Regions from separate parts of the Mus musculus genome. Here regions 1, 2 and 3 are each linked to region 4. A link is a contact called in public Hi-C, Micro-C and promoter capture Hi-C data. All regions are on one chromosome and are shown on one strand. The core of a region is the stretch at or near the end of the contact, and the rest is flanking DNA. Distances in the headings are between cores, read along the strand shown. Region 1 overlaps Fam174b (family with sequence similarity 174, member B). Region 2 has its middle 8.3 kb from the start of Gm26176. Region 3 holds the start of Fam174b (family with sequence similarity 174, member B). Region 4 overlaps Chd2 (chromodomain helicase DNA binding protein 2).

What was found. Promoter capture Hi-C pulls out the DNA fragments that hold promoters and counts their contacts. A called contact is a pair of places that touch in the nucleus more often than the background predicts.
Region 1: a contact with region 4 is called in a Micro-C map of the G1E-ER4 cell line. The contact joins two enhancer-like sites. A contact is called at or near these places in 2 of 484 Hi-C or Micro-C datasets (both in the G1E-ER4 cell line) and 1 of 9 other capture datasets (adipose tissue).
Region 2: a Hi-C map of rod photoreceptor shows a contact between it and region 4, with 6 times the contacts expected there. The contact joins two enhancer-like sites. A contact is called at or near these places in 8 of 39 promoter capture datasets (3T3-L1-derived adipocytes, embryonic stem cells, frontonasal cranial neural crest and 4 more), 2 of 15 datasets of contacts at CTCF or cohesin (embryonic stem cells and pro-B cells), 6 of 484 Hi-C or Micro-C datasets (Sertoli cells, embryonic stem cells, palatal mesenchyme and 2 more), 6 of 115 datasets of contacts at active chromatin or transcription factors (CD8 T cells, the HPC-7 cell line, embryonic basal ganglia and 3 more) and 3 of 9 other capture datasets (adipose tissue, liver and pancreatic islet).
Region 3: a contact with region 4 is called in a promoter capture Hi-C map of stem cell-derived epiblast-like cells, with 5 times the contacts expected there. The contact joins the promoter of Fam174b here to the enhancer-like site in region 4. A contact is called at or near these places in 4 of 39 promoter capture datasets (embryonic stem cells, liver and stem cell-derived epiblast-like cells), 5 of 484 Hi-C or Micro-C datasets (cardiomyocytes, cerebral cortex, embryonic stem cells and 2 more), 1 of 115 datasets of contacts at active chromatin or transcription factors (astrocytes) and 1 of 9 other capture datasets (pancreatic islet).

Annotation. Positions count from the first base shown.
Region 1 is chr7:73,769,999-73,773,136 of GRCm38.p6, reverse strand. The region is part of intron 2 of Fam174b (family with sequence similarity 174, member B); the gene reads right to left. Among named protein-coding and RNA genes, the nearest start is that of Gm30236, 9.0 kb to the left of the region's middle. Within about 2 kb of position 1,641, at least 27 of the 459 cell types and tissues checked have an H3K27ac peak or open chromatin away from gene starts, as enhancers often do. A contact at or near this core is called in the G1E-ER4 cell line, where this site is marked.
Region 2 is chr7:73,652,890-73,655,918 of GRCm38.p6, reverse strand. No RefSeq gene overlaps it. Among named protein-coding and RNA genes, the nearest start is that of Gm26176, 8.3 kb to the right of the region's middle. Within about 2 kb of position 1,293, at least 7 of the 459 cell types and tissues checked have an H3K27ac peak or open chromatin away from gene starts, as enhancers often do. A contact at or near this core is called in rod photoreceptor, where this site is marked.
Region 3 is chr7:73,738,476-73,741,852 of GRCm38.p6, reverse strand. Fam174b (family with sequence similarity 174, member B) reads right to left here and starts at 1,546. Exons shown (of 3, transcript NM_001162532.1): 1 at 1,025-1,546. The coding sequence starts at 1,350.
Region 4 is chr7:73,515,831-73,519,116 of GRCm38.p6, reverse strand. The region is part of intron 3 of Chd2 (chromodomain helicase DNA binding protein 2); the gene reads left to right. Among named protein-coding and RNA genes, the nearest start is that of Chd2, 24 kb to the left of the region's middle. Within about 2 kb of position 1,511, at least 150 of the 459 cell types and tissues checked have an H3K27ac peak or open chromatin away from gene starts, as enhancers often do. A contact at or near this core is called in the G1E-ER4 cell line, astrocytes, cardiomyocytes and 5 more, where this site is marked.

The DNA of each region.
Region 1 (3,138 bases), core at 392-2,891, 250 kb before region 4:
CCAAGCTCCTTAGCAAGGAAAAGCAGCCATAAGCTATTGCCACCGGAAAGCTATGTAACCTTCAATTGAGGAGCACTCAGAGTCCAGACCTCAACCTCAGATGAGGGGGTCAGCTCTGCTTCCACTTCAAACCGACTCTACATCGGCCTGACTGTTCAAGAGATTAAAGTAGGCACAGTCTCCTATGCCATGTTGATGCCATTGGTGTCTAATATTCCTACAGGAAGCTCTAGCCACAAAAGAGGGGCAAACAAGCCTGCTGAGAAAGCCAGTCCACACCCTGGAAGGGCCACACTGTTTGCACACACATCTCAGCAGGATGTGGGGCTGGCAGGGGCAGCAGCAGCTGGGTGTCTTGGTTGCTTTTTCCAGCAGCTGGGTACCTTGGGCTGCACTCAACACAGCTGCCAGGCTGCCTGCCATACAAGCAGGAAAGCTCATGTGTGCTTGTCCTCCAGAGATGCCTCGAGGGAACAAAAGTCTCCCGTGATAAACTAGGGGTTTGCATAGACCCAAAACGCTGACTGCAACTGTGCGCTGAGCCAACCAAGCTCAAAACACACATGAAATCCAAACGCCTCCCAAAATCTGGAACCATTCCAAAACTCCAGGGCTCTCTGCGCTCCGTGCAGTCGTTTTTTCCCAAACCAAAGCATCCCAGCAGTAAGAAATAGAAAAGGTGAAGGCTGTTGAGCTGGGGGCGGAGCTCAGCAGCAGAGGGCGTGGCCAGAATGCTTGAGGTCCTAGGTTTGATACAGTATTGTGGTCGGGGTGCTGTACACAGAAGCCTTTCTGGCCTGTGATGTCTCCTCTACCTGACTGGAAACAAGCCTGGCCAACCCGCACGGGTTCCAGTTCACGAATTGTGATCAGAAAGTTACACGTCCAATAAGAGACCAATATCGGGACCCACCTCACCACCCTGGGGCCAAGCTCGATGTTCCTCTTTCCACTCCGTCATAAAATAACCCAAAGGCAGGAATCATTCACATCCGAGTTCAATTTGTGTGCTTCCTGGGGGAAGCCAGAAACATTTGGTGGACAGGAAAACCTAGACTCTGTGAATAAGTTATCAGTGTGCAGACGGGTCCGCAAAAAAAAAAAAAAAAAAAAAAAAAAAAAAAAAAAAAAAAAAAAAAACTTATGTAGAAATAAAAGGTGACCTTAAAACCTTCATTCTTTCATACTTATTGACATTTAAAAAAAAAAAAAAGCTGTTCACAATATGACATTCAGGGGAGAAAGTGCCATAAATCGGCCTTTGTAACTTGGGCCTTTTTCAACAGAGAAAGCAACGCCCACAGATGTGTACTCGCACTCTCTCTAGTGGCTACTGCTAAGTAGTGAGATGACAGCCATCTCATCCCCCACCCCCGCGCTTACCCCTGCTTTCTCATCTCTAGTTTCTATACACCTGTACATTAGGGAACACTTCTGAGCCTCGCAGCAGTCAGTCTTCTCTGGACTGGACTGGCCTTGTGCCTGACTGACTCGCTCCAAGTTCATTCACATCCTCATTTCAACCACAAACAGCAGGAGCTTCCCGTGGGGAGCCCCCGAAGTTCAGTCCTTCCTGGACACCAAGGGGAGGCAGGGCAAGCAGGGTCTGGCAGTCGTCCTGAATGTCTGCGGGAGGCTCTGACACAGGCTACCACAGAACAAATGCTGATTCCAGCTGGGGAGGCTGACAACGACAGAAGGGGCTATGCACTCAGAGGAAGAAGTGGAGGAATGGAATGTGCTCAAAGAAAGCTGGGGGACCAGATACAGACACCAACTCAAAACCGACCATCACCGAGGCTATCGGAGAGGCTCGAAGATGAATCCCGTGCACCGGTGACGAAGTGAAACTTCCTGCAAGACTGAGCAAGGGGGAAAGGGGGGAAAATAGTATTAAAAATACAAGAGAGGGGGGCTGGAGAGATGGCTCAGTGGTTAAGAGCACTGACTGCTCTTCCAGAGGTCCTGAGTTCAATTCCCAGCAACCACATGGTGGCTCACAACCATCTGTAATAGGAACTGATGCCCTCTTCTGGTGTGTCTGAAGACAGCTATGGTATACTCATATACATAAAATAAATATTTTTTAAAAATACGAGAGAGGGAGACATAGTGGCACACACCAAGGGATTAAGTCATCCCAGCATTTGGGAGGAAGAGACAAGTGGATCTCTGCAAGTTCCGGGCCAGCCAGGGCTACACAAAGACCCTCTCTTTCAAAGAGGAAAAGAAAGACCATAGCTGCTCACATTACAAATGTTTACAAGATTAAAGAATGATGTTGGGAACAACTACACAACAACAACAGGTTTGTAAACTTTAAAGGGAATAGACAAAATGCCCTAAAACTGCTTCTGATCAAAACTGACCCAGGAAGAAGTAAAGACTGAATATTCTAAAAACTATTCAAGGAAATGAATGTCACTGACCCTAAAAACTCCACACAGGCTGCTCAGGTCCAGCCAGTTTTTTGATATGCTCTACTAAACACTTAGAAAACAAGTGATTCCGATCTGATCCAAACTAGTCCAGAAAAGGAAAATAAGGAAGCCTGCCCTACTCGTTTTATGAGGCCACCATAACTTTTAACAAAGCCTGACAAACTAATAACGAGACAGAAAAAAAACAAACAGCCAGTTACCACTCCCTAGAGAGAAGGAAAGCCTTGTATAAGACAGTTCACGCAGAAAGATAACACATGACCAAGCTGTCTCCCTCTCCAGAATCCTGAACTGGAGAAATATTAGAAATTTAATAAATACAGATTTACCACTTTAATCGGTTAAAGGAGAAGGCATGTCCTGCCTAACAGAGCAAGGGAAAGAAAGAAAATTCAAAGGTAACGAACACTCAGAGACCGAGGGGAAACTCCATACAGCAAAACCCACCAGCCAACTCCACTCAGTAGTCAGCTATTGACCAGAAGTTAAGGCTGCTACCATCCCTTCTGATCCATAAACAGAGGCAGGAAGAAAGCTGACTGGGCCTGGTGATCTCAAAGTTGACCCCCAGTGACACACCTCCTCCAGCAAGGCCACACCTCCTCAATCTTCCCAAACAGTTCCACCAATTAGGGATCAAGTATTCACATATATGAATGTACGGTGGCCATGCTCATTCAAACCAAACAGACTCACA
Region 2 (3,029 bases), core at 44-2,543, 140 kb before region 4:
TTAAATAACAACCAAAAAAAGTTACATTGTTGAACATATTTCACCCTCTAAACTGAGTGTGTAATCTGGGCACTTGGAAGACTAAGCCAGGATGCTGAGGAGGCTAAACACCTCCTAATCCGATCTCAAAAAAGAGTGTGAACCTAAACAGAAAGAGAACTCTTAAAAGGTGTGATAGGATGCTCAAGTGTAGCTCCCCACAAGCGACGTCTTCTGCGGAAACAGGAAGACTCGGTTCTATTTAAGTGGCAGGCCGTGGAGAGTTTGACCATGCTCCAGTGGTCAAATGACTCAAATTGGACATGGGTCCAATTTTTATCTTATTTTGGGGGTTGGGGGAGGCCACAATGGTGCAGGGAAGGACATGGAAATTCTGAGGAATGAATTTGATCAGGGTGCATAATGTAAAATTCCCAAAGAAGCCATAGAAATTGGAAAAAAAAATAAGGCTAGAGGCAGATGGATTTCTCCAGCCCCGATGTATCTGGATTTGAATAAAAACACCCAAAAGTTGAAACTTTTCTGATTCTTGTGGGATTGCAAACAAAATCTTCCTCTGCTCCACAAAGAAATAAAGAAATGGAAGGTGCTTCTGGAACACTCCACGGGAAAAAGGGAAAAGGCCACTTTCAGAGTTATAATCCCACCACAGTTTGTACTGTCTTTGAAATGGTAAGAGCTTTAAAGTGTCCCTGTGGCCTCAAGAGACCCAGTGCTGAGGGGAGCTGGGAAAGACTGGGACATGGGCTGGGTTCCCAAACCAATTTCCCTCTGCACAGCTTCACACAGAGCCCACAGGATTCAAACAAAACACACACATGGGACCCTGGAACAGAGAAAGAAGGAAGACCGTCCTTCCACATCTGGAGCCAAGCATAAGCCGAAAGATTAATTTATGCAGGCAGATCCTTCTGTCGTGGAGAGAAAGCTGAAGAGGAAAAGCAACGCTTCCCCAGAGAGAAAGAAAGTAGATGGACGTTGTAGAGAGACATAATTTTTTTCTCTGTCACTTTTTCCAAAAACTCATGGAGCTTGTCTTGAGGCTGAAGCACTGGGAGTCTATAGTCTGCCCTTTGCTGTGTCTGTAACTCGTCATGGCCTCAGCTGCTACGATCCTCACTGGGACTAACACTGCACTCATCACTGGTCTCAAGAGTGGTCTCATCACTGGTCTTGATACGCCACATCAAGTATCCTTAGGACAGAGGCTGGCCCAATCAGGTGGTCGGCACGCTGGCACCTTCTGGTGATGCTGTGAGAATGTGAGTCCTGACATTGCTGGCAAAAATCTGCATCCTCTCCGGAGCTCACAGACAGCAGCTGGCATCCCTGGACCGCACACCAGCACTATACACCAAGTTAATCCGTTTAACTGACCAAGCAGCCAAAAATAGCCACGATTCAGAGGGGTTGGATATCAAGTTTGTCAGAATAGAGAATTGCTACTAAAAGGAAAAAAAAAATCTCACAGTTTAACAAGTGACAACAGGGTTGCCTTTCCGCAGCCTTGTCCAGTAAGTGGGGAGGACTCCCTCTAGTGGTCAGTTATATAGAGAGCCAAGTTCTCTCCACACTGCAACTCTGTTACCTTCTCCAACTGTGTCAGCCCCATCACCCTCCCCTTCCAGGGACAGGTTTAGATAAAGTGAGAAAGCCCACAGCTCATTCTCGCCTCAGCCTTAAGGGACCAGTCGAATTTCTGCTCAGAGCCCAACAATTAACATCCACACGCAAGGAATTGGGACATAACCCCTTGGTGTTCCCAAGAAAAAGAGAGGAGCAGGAACAAATGGCAGTGAGAAACACCAGTTCCTACCGCATGGAACTTGACTCAGGTTGTACAGCATTCAAGAAGACAAGTGAAAAGCCAGGCTGTTGGGAGATGGTGGAACAAGATGGGGACATGTAAAGAAGACAGGTCAGGAGCACATGTCATTAAAGGAGATATGGGGACCCAAGCCATCCTGTGTCTTTGCTTCCTGACTGTCATGAGGTGAGCACACACCTCCATTGTATGCTCTTACCATGATATACTCCGCTGCCCAGGGCCCAAAGCAACTGGGTCAAGCAACTGTCGACTGAAACCAGAAACCAAACCAAAACTGACCTTTTATCCTCTGAAGTTATTTACCTAGAGGATTTTTGTCACAGCAACAGAAAGCTGACTAACACACTGGGCCTAGCTTAGCTAGATCCTGCCTCAGGCTCTCTCAGAAGGCTAGAATTAAGGTGTCAGCCAGGGTCAGGACCTGAACTGAAAAACCAGCGGCTTCCGAGCTCACCCTCGGGGTGTTCACTAGAGCCCACCCTCAGCCTCTTGCCATGGTGTTACGAAGAAAATCCCAAGTTTGGTTGTTTAACTATGATGAAGAACATGGGCATAGGACCATCGGGTTTTGTTGCCTTTGTTTGTAGTACTGGGAATCAAACTCAGGACCTTAAATTCGTCAGGAAGGTGCTTTACTGCCGAGCTGCAGCCTTCCTACACATAGGCCAAGCTATTCTCCCAGCCGTGCCTTAGCCTCCTGCATGCTGGGATTGCAAGCAGGCATTACCACTCCCAGCTTCCTCTGCCGCTTACTAATTTGACTAGTACGGGTTTATTTTGGCTTATAGTTTAAAAGGATATAACCATCACTAAAGGAAAGGGATGGTGGCTGGTGGCCCCATAGTGGTGAGAGCACATGGCAGGACTTGATCACATCCCAGCGGACCAGGAAGCAGAAATGGGACAGGAAGTAGAACAGCCATGAACGTAAAGACCTACTCTCCATCAAAGCATTTCCTCCAGCGAGGCTCCACCTCCTAGAGATTCCTTGCAAAACAGCGTCCCCATACTTCCAACACTGTTTCAGAGCCCAGTGTTCCTTCTGAGACTCTCTTAACTATGGGGAAGAGAGAGGGAAGCTAAACAATTGGCTCAGTGGTTAAGAGCATTGACTGCTTTTGCAGAAGACCTAGGGTTCAATTCCCAGCCCTGACATGATTGATGGCTCACAACTGAACTGTAACTCCAGTTCAGGGAACCT
Region 3 (3,377 bases), core at 297-2,796, 220 kb before region 4:
CTGCTGTAAAGTGCTCCACATCCTATCTAAATCAGAATCTAGATTGGCAGCTGTCTACCTAAGAAACTCAACTAACAAGCTTGTCTTCCAGGAAGAGGGTACAGATCATGCCCAGAAGCAGTTTATCTCATTAAGTGGTCTCCTTCCTTCCTTCCACACCCAAGCCAAGGACTCTCCCTTCCGGGCCTGAGTGCCACATCTCCTACTTTGTCCCCTCACATCTGGCCACATGTGCTTTGTCTTCTCCCCCACTCTTGGGTAATAAGGAGCAGACTGGCAAAATACTTCAAATGCCTTCTTTTAAAAGTACACAGCTGTGTGGGCTGGGACTATTTTGAGCTAAATGCTGCAAACCTCCAAGCTCAGAGCCGTTCTGGGCGTTCGCTGACTCCAAGTGAACAATGAGGGCCGTCACCAAAGCTATCATGGGTCACCAAACCTCCTGAAACCTGTAACCAACATCAGGTGTGTGAAGCAAGTGTCCCCAGGTTCCTCTGGCATCCCTCGCTCCCTGCTTCTGCTTTCTGTAGGTGAAAGAGGGCGAAGAGCTGGTAAAACAGAGGAGAGCTGCCAAAGGGGGAAAGGGGCAAAGTTCTTGATAGGAGAACCCTAGTCCAAATTGTCCCTCAAGCGCTGAGTACCTGTGTAAGCCAACTCTCTTTGAATGTTTCCTTGTCTGTGAGGTGGGCATAAAAATACATTCCACGGAAGGTGGTCGGAACTCAAAGTTGGTGTTAAACGTGAACAGAGGAAAGCAATAGAATCTAGGACTTGGAACACACCAAACAGCCTTAAAGGGGGAAACGGTTCCTGAGATGTGCCCTGGAAGAACCAAATGCACGCGCCCGCCCTCCGGATCCCACCCAGGCAGAGAGCAGAAAAGTGCGCGCCTGGCGAGAGCGCGCCGAGAGCGAGCACCTGTGCGCGCAGGTGGGGAGGACGCGCGGTGGCATCAGCGGCAGCAGCAGCATGGTGACGCCGCCCATGGAGCCAGCAGGGCAAGGAGTTGGGCGACGCGACCCACCTGAAGACGCGCAGCAGCAGACAGGCGATGAGCAGCGCGCTGAAGGCACATGCCACGATCACCGTCGCCTTCAGGGTAGGCAGGTCACGAAGCAGACTGGAGATGCGGGTCACCACCGCGTCGACGCTGCTGTTGGAGCTTCCCCCGCCCGCCATGCCGGATCCCAGCTGGGTAGCATTCCCGGGACCGGGCGGAGGCTGGTGTTCTGCTTCGGGCTGGGAGGCCGAAGCGGACTCGGCTCTGCGAGCGAGGGCGGCGGGCGCGGCCAGGAGCGCGAGCAGCAGCAGCAGCAGCGGTGGCGGCGGTTGGGGTGGCAGGGCGCTCATGGTGCACTATGCGCACGCACGGTGCGGAGGTCTGCGTCCCGGAGGCTTGCACCCCGGAGGCCTGAGCCCCAGAGGCTGGCACCCGGGAGGCCTGCGCCGGGGTCTCCGGCTGCCGAGGCGGCTGCGCGATGCTCGGCAGGAAGCTGCAGAGCCCGGAAGAACCCGCGCCGCCGCTGCAGCCACCAACACGTTGCACAGAGTCATTCGACGGGCTTCGGCCCCGCGTGGGCGGGGCAGACCTCGGCTGGGTCCCCGCTGCGCTCCGCCCCTGGGTAGCCCAACCCGATCAGGACCTAAGACCCCATGGAGGAATCCTAACTGCTTGGCTCACTCTGCTCCGGGCAGGCAGAATGATGAACTGTTCACGCGATTTATTTCTTTCAGTATGGCAGCCCTCTCTGGAAACAGGTATTCTTTTGCCCTGGTTTGTTGATTTAGCACGCAGGGAGTCAGCTCACAGCAACCCAGATTTCCCACCTAGAGTTTGCAAGCCCTTTGCACTTCAGCTGGTGAACCTTTGGAAGTAATCTCTCCTTCTCCAGACCAGACTTAAATTTCAAACTCCAAGGAGTAATTTATTGTGGTTCTGTCTCTGGTATATAAACTAAGTAATGTTGGGGTGGGGAAAGACTATTCTCTTGGGAGTCCAGGAATTGATACAGTGCTGAGTGGGTTCCTGGAGCAACCGTTACAGAACCTTGGATGATCTGGAAGGTGCTCCCCAATGATCAGTAAATATCTAAACATACAGAACAAGGACCAAGAGACTTTGATCAGCTCATTTCTGGTCCTGCTAGAGAAACAGACAAATATAACGATGCATTCATTGTCTATAGTTACATAACCAAGCTTCCATAACAAATTATCCCAAAACCTAGTAGGTCACCACAATCCCCATTATCTGGGTTGTCCTGTTTTAAGGTATCTTGTTAAGTTTAAGATCAAACTAATACCCCCTCCCCCAGATCTCCTCAAAAGGTTCACATGGGAGCTGATCTGTCCCCGAGCTCAACTGGCTTTCCCTGACTGATTCAGCGCTTCACAAACTGCTAGCCCCGAACCTCCATTCCCCATCTCTGTCTGTCAGAAGCTGCCCTAAGTTCTAACGGTGAGAATTTCCAACAGAGCGTTTTGCATCTTCAACGTGTTCAAGCCCAGTTAGCAATAAATTCAGGGAGCCGGACAGAAGACAGTTCTGTAAAACTTAATTACAGATGTGACACCCCCACACTTTCTCCTGAATCGGTTCATTAGATGCATACCACCACTCTTTGTTCACAATTCAGGAAAGAAGGCGTCACAATGACGTAAATAACAGGAAGCGGGAGCATCAGGGCCACCTAACAGCTGTCTGCCATATACACTGGGGGTGGGGGTGGGGTGAGCAATATTGAGATTCCCAGAAGTCATTGCCCACCAAGCACTTTGTGTATCAAGTGTTTTCAAGCATGCTACAGGGATGAGAGAGAAAGATCATCTGCTAGACAGAGCACATCGTTAATCCCAGCATTGAGGAGGCAGAGGTAGACAGATGTCTATGAGTCTGATGCCATCCTGGTCTACATAGTGAGTTCCCAGATAGCCAGAACTGCATGGTAAGATCCAGACCCAAAAGAAGAAAAAGGAAAAGAAAAATCCTATGGTTAAAGTATTCCAGCTCTGAACTACATTGATGGAGAAGTCTTGTTTTCGTATCAGAATATACACAGAAAATTCCCTAAAGATCTAGGTGTGACGTCCATAATTCCCCAAGCTTCAGATGTCACAGCCTTGAAATTTGTTAGTTAGAGGAAAGTTCTGTATAGTAGAGGGAAAGTGTTCCCAACTTAAAGCCTCTCAACCAGGATGGAAGTTGACGGTTGAGTGACCTTGGCCAGCAAGGGTTTAACTGGGGAATACCAGGTTTTTAATATCTAAAGAGAAGGAAGCAATTGCAAGCATGATAAGGCCACTGAGAACATCTGTAAAACGGGGGCTAGAGAAATGAAGCTGCAGAGGACCTTGGTCCAGTTCCCAGAACCCACATC
Region 4 (3,286 bases), core at 262-2,761:
TGTAGCATTTTCCTTGTTTGAGTAATAGAAAACAAACCATGCAACAGCCTGAACAAAGGCAATTGTAGTTATCTTTTTGCTTATTAAAAAAGTATCTTGACGCAAAGAATTCAAAAGACAAAAATTAAGGTGCATAACATTTTCACATTGATTCCAAACCTTGGAATACATTTCTTTTTTTGGTGAAAAAGAATTATGTGATTGTGTGACTTCATCAGAAGGTGTCTGAACTTTTCTGGGGGTGGGAGGGAGGTGGACATAGGATATCATGTAGTCTACGTGGTCAGGATGACTCTGAACCACTCCTTCCCGTGCCTGCTGTTGGGATAAGAGGCTTGTGTTAGCCGGGCGTGGTGACACATGCCTTTTATCCCAGCACTTGGGAGGCAGGTGGATTTCTGAGTTCGAGGCCAGCCTGGTCCACAAAGTGAGTTTCAGGACAGCCAGGGCTATACAGAGAAAGTCTGACTCAAAAAAAAAAAAAAAAAAAAAAAAAAAGGCATGTGTTATCTTTTTTTGTGGTGTTGGGTTTGAGCATTGCTGATAAATAAGTACGTCATCAGCTTAGGTACTTCCCAGCCCACCACATAGGAACTTGTAAGATTTTATTTGAGGGCTGGTGAGATGGCTCAGTGGGTAAGAGCACCTGACTGCTCTTCCAAAGGTCCAGAGTTCAAATCCCAGCAACCACATGGTGGCTCACAACCATCTGTAATGAGATCTGACTCCCTCTTCTGGAGTGTCAGAAGACAACTGCAGTATTCTTACATGTAATAAATAAATCTTTAATAAATAAATAAATATAAAGATTTTATTTGAGAGATGTGTGTGAACAAAATACTTTGCTTTCACTTTAAAAAAAATAACATCTGAATAAAGTTTTGTTGTCTTTTAAATTTAAGCTACAGTCTAAAATGCAATTTTGTATTCATATTACTTTTCATATTATAGATGATATTAAATTGTAGGCAGTAGTGAAAAATTTCAGAGTATATGAAGTTAAAAGTCAGCCACTTGGAGCTCTTAAGGCAGAGGAGTTGTTTTAGTGTTCAGCAGAGTTGCTGCACAATGGTATTTGGCATTTATGTGGCATCAGATGGCTGATGGCTAGGAGTAGGGAAATTTACATTAGAGTTTGTTTGTTTACTTACTTATTGATGTGAGACAGGATCTCTCTATAAATCCATGACTGGCCTGCAACACTGTGTAGCCCAGGCACCTCAAACTCACAGCTGCCTCTGTCTTTATAGTATTGTGATTAAACACATGTGCCAAGATACCTGGCTTTGTGTGTGTGTATGTCTTACTTTGTAGCCCTGGCTGTCCTGGAACTATGTAGATCAGGCTGCCCTAAACTCATAGAGATCCCCATGCCTCAGCTGCCCAGGTACTGGGACTAAATGGCATATGCCACTACACCCTTGGCTTGTTTTTATTTACTGCCTACAGGCAGTTGTATGGAACTATGAGTAGCTTGGAGTCCTCACAGTCAGTAAAGGCGTCACAAGTTTTCTGCTGAGTCATACACAGAGTTTCTCCTCTGTAGCTGGGTGTGGGCAGAAAGGCTGGAGCACAAGCCTCCTTCTCTCCTTTCCCAGGTTGGCCCCCTGTGTGGTGAGCAGCTAGTTATCTGCCTCTTTCACTGTACTCCTAACTCCTGCCTGGGTATTTGGGATAATTCTAAAGTCATTATTTTGGGAATACATTGAATTACAGAATTACATTGGGTTCTAGTTCTGAAATGCCTATTCTTGGGCCACTTGTAACTTTTAAAAGTTGTTTTCTGTATCTGATTTTTGTTTGTTTGTTTGTTTGTTTGGTAGGTTGTTTTTTATTGTTTAATATTCTCTCCTTTGCTTAGTAATACTGTGGGGGTCTTGTTTGTTTTTTGGTTGATCTTTTATGAATTTTTGCTTTTTTACCCCATTTTCTACTTGTTTTTTCCCTAGTTAGGATTTCAGTCTTTAGCTCTGGCTGTCTTGGAATTCACTGTGTAGACTAGGCTGTCTGACTTTGAAAGCACACTGATGTGCCTGTCGATGCCTCCTAAGCACTGGGATTAAAGGCATGCTGCACCGTGCGTGCCTGGCGAGGCATGGGCAATGTAGTCATTATATTCAGACTTTGAAGAGAAACAGCGGGACCTGTTTCCAGTGCTGTCCTAGACTTGGAAATGCCTCCTGTTGTGGGAGTCATGCTCTCTCCCTGCCCTGCCCATTATACCTGGATGCTTTGTGATTGATTTCCTATTACAGTTTCAGAGAGAAATAGCCACATGGCTTAGAATGTTTACTGGCTGGCTCCCTAGAGAAAACACCCTTCCTTCCCTGTAAACATTCACTGGCTGTGCTGGCTTCTTGTCCTCTGCATATACATTGCTCTGAATTTCTGAATGTTTTCATGACATTTACTTCAGTTTCTGTTGTGTTGTGTTGTTTTGTTTTGTTTTGTTTTTCGAGACAGGGTTTCTCTGTATAGCCCTGGCTGTCCTGGAACTCACTTTGTAGACCAGGCTGGCCTTGAACTCAGAAATTTACCTGCCTCTGCCTCTTGAGTGCTGGGACTAAAGGCGTGCGCCACCATGCCGGGCTAGTGTCTGTTTTTAATAAGAGCCATAATCCTGCTTTTGCTTTTCTAACATCTCTTCCACATGTTTAAACATGATTAAACATCTTCACACCAGTGTGCCACAGTCCATTCAGATTCCTTTTGCTCTTCTGTGATTTTTATCTAAAAAGCACAGAGCATTTGTAAGCATAATAATCTCTGGGGAAGAGAGTAGAAAAACTAAACTCCTCAGCTGGACCCTCCTGTAGAGTTACATTTTCAAATCCTTGGTGAGAGGCAGAGTGCTAACTGCTGCTAGTGGGCTAGGACAGGTATACCAGGGCGAATGCAGAGGAGGCCCTCATCTGCAGATCCTGGCTGGCTACTCTGCCTTGTGGCATGGATTCGGTGATGCCCCTCTGCTTGGCTTTTTTGTTTTTGTTTGTTGTTTCTAAGTTGAAACTGTAAGCATCAGGAAATTTAGAATTCCTCCATACTTTACATTTACTGGAAGAAATCAGGGTCACGTTTTAGTTTAGCAGTGTTTGGGATACAGTTAATAGCGGCGAAGGACGTTTAAGTCCTTCATTAGGATAATACTTAACTCTTTTGAAAGGATACTACTTTCTCTCAAATGTAGCAAAACAACCCTTTGGATATTTACATGACTTTGTTTGATTGAAATAAATGTTCTGATAATGAAAATAGCGAGTAGAGTTAGGGAAAGGACTCAATGTGC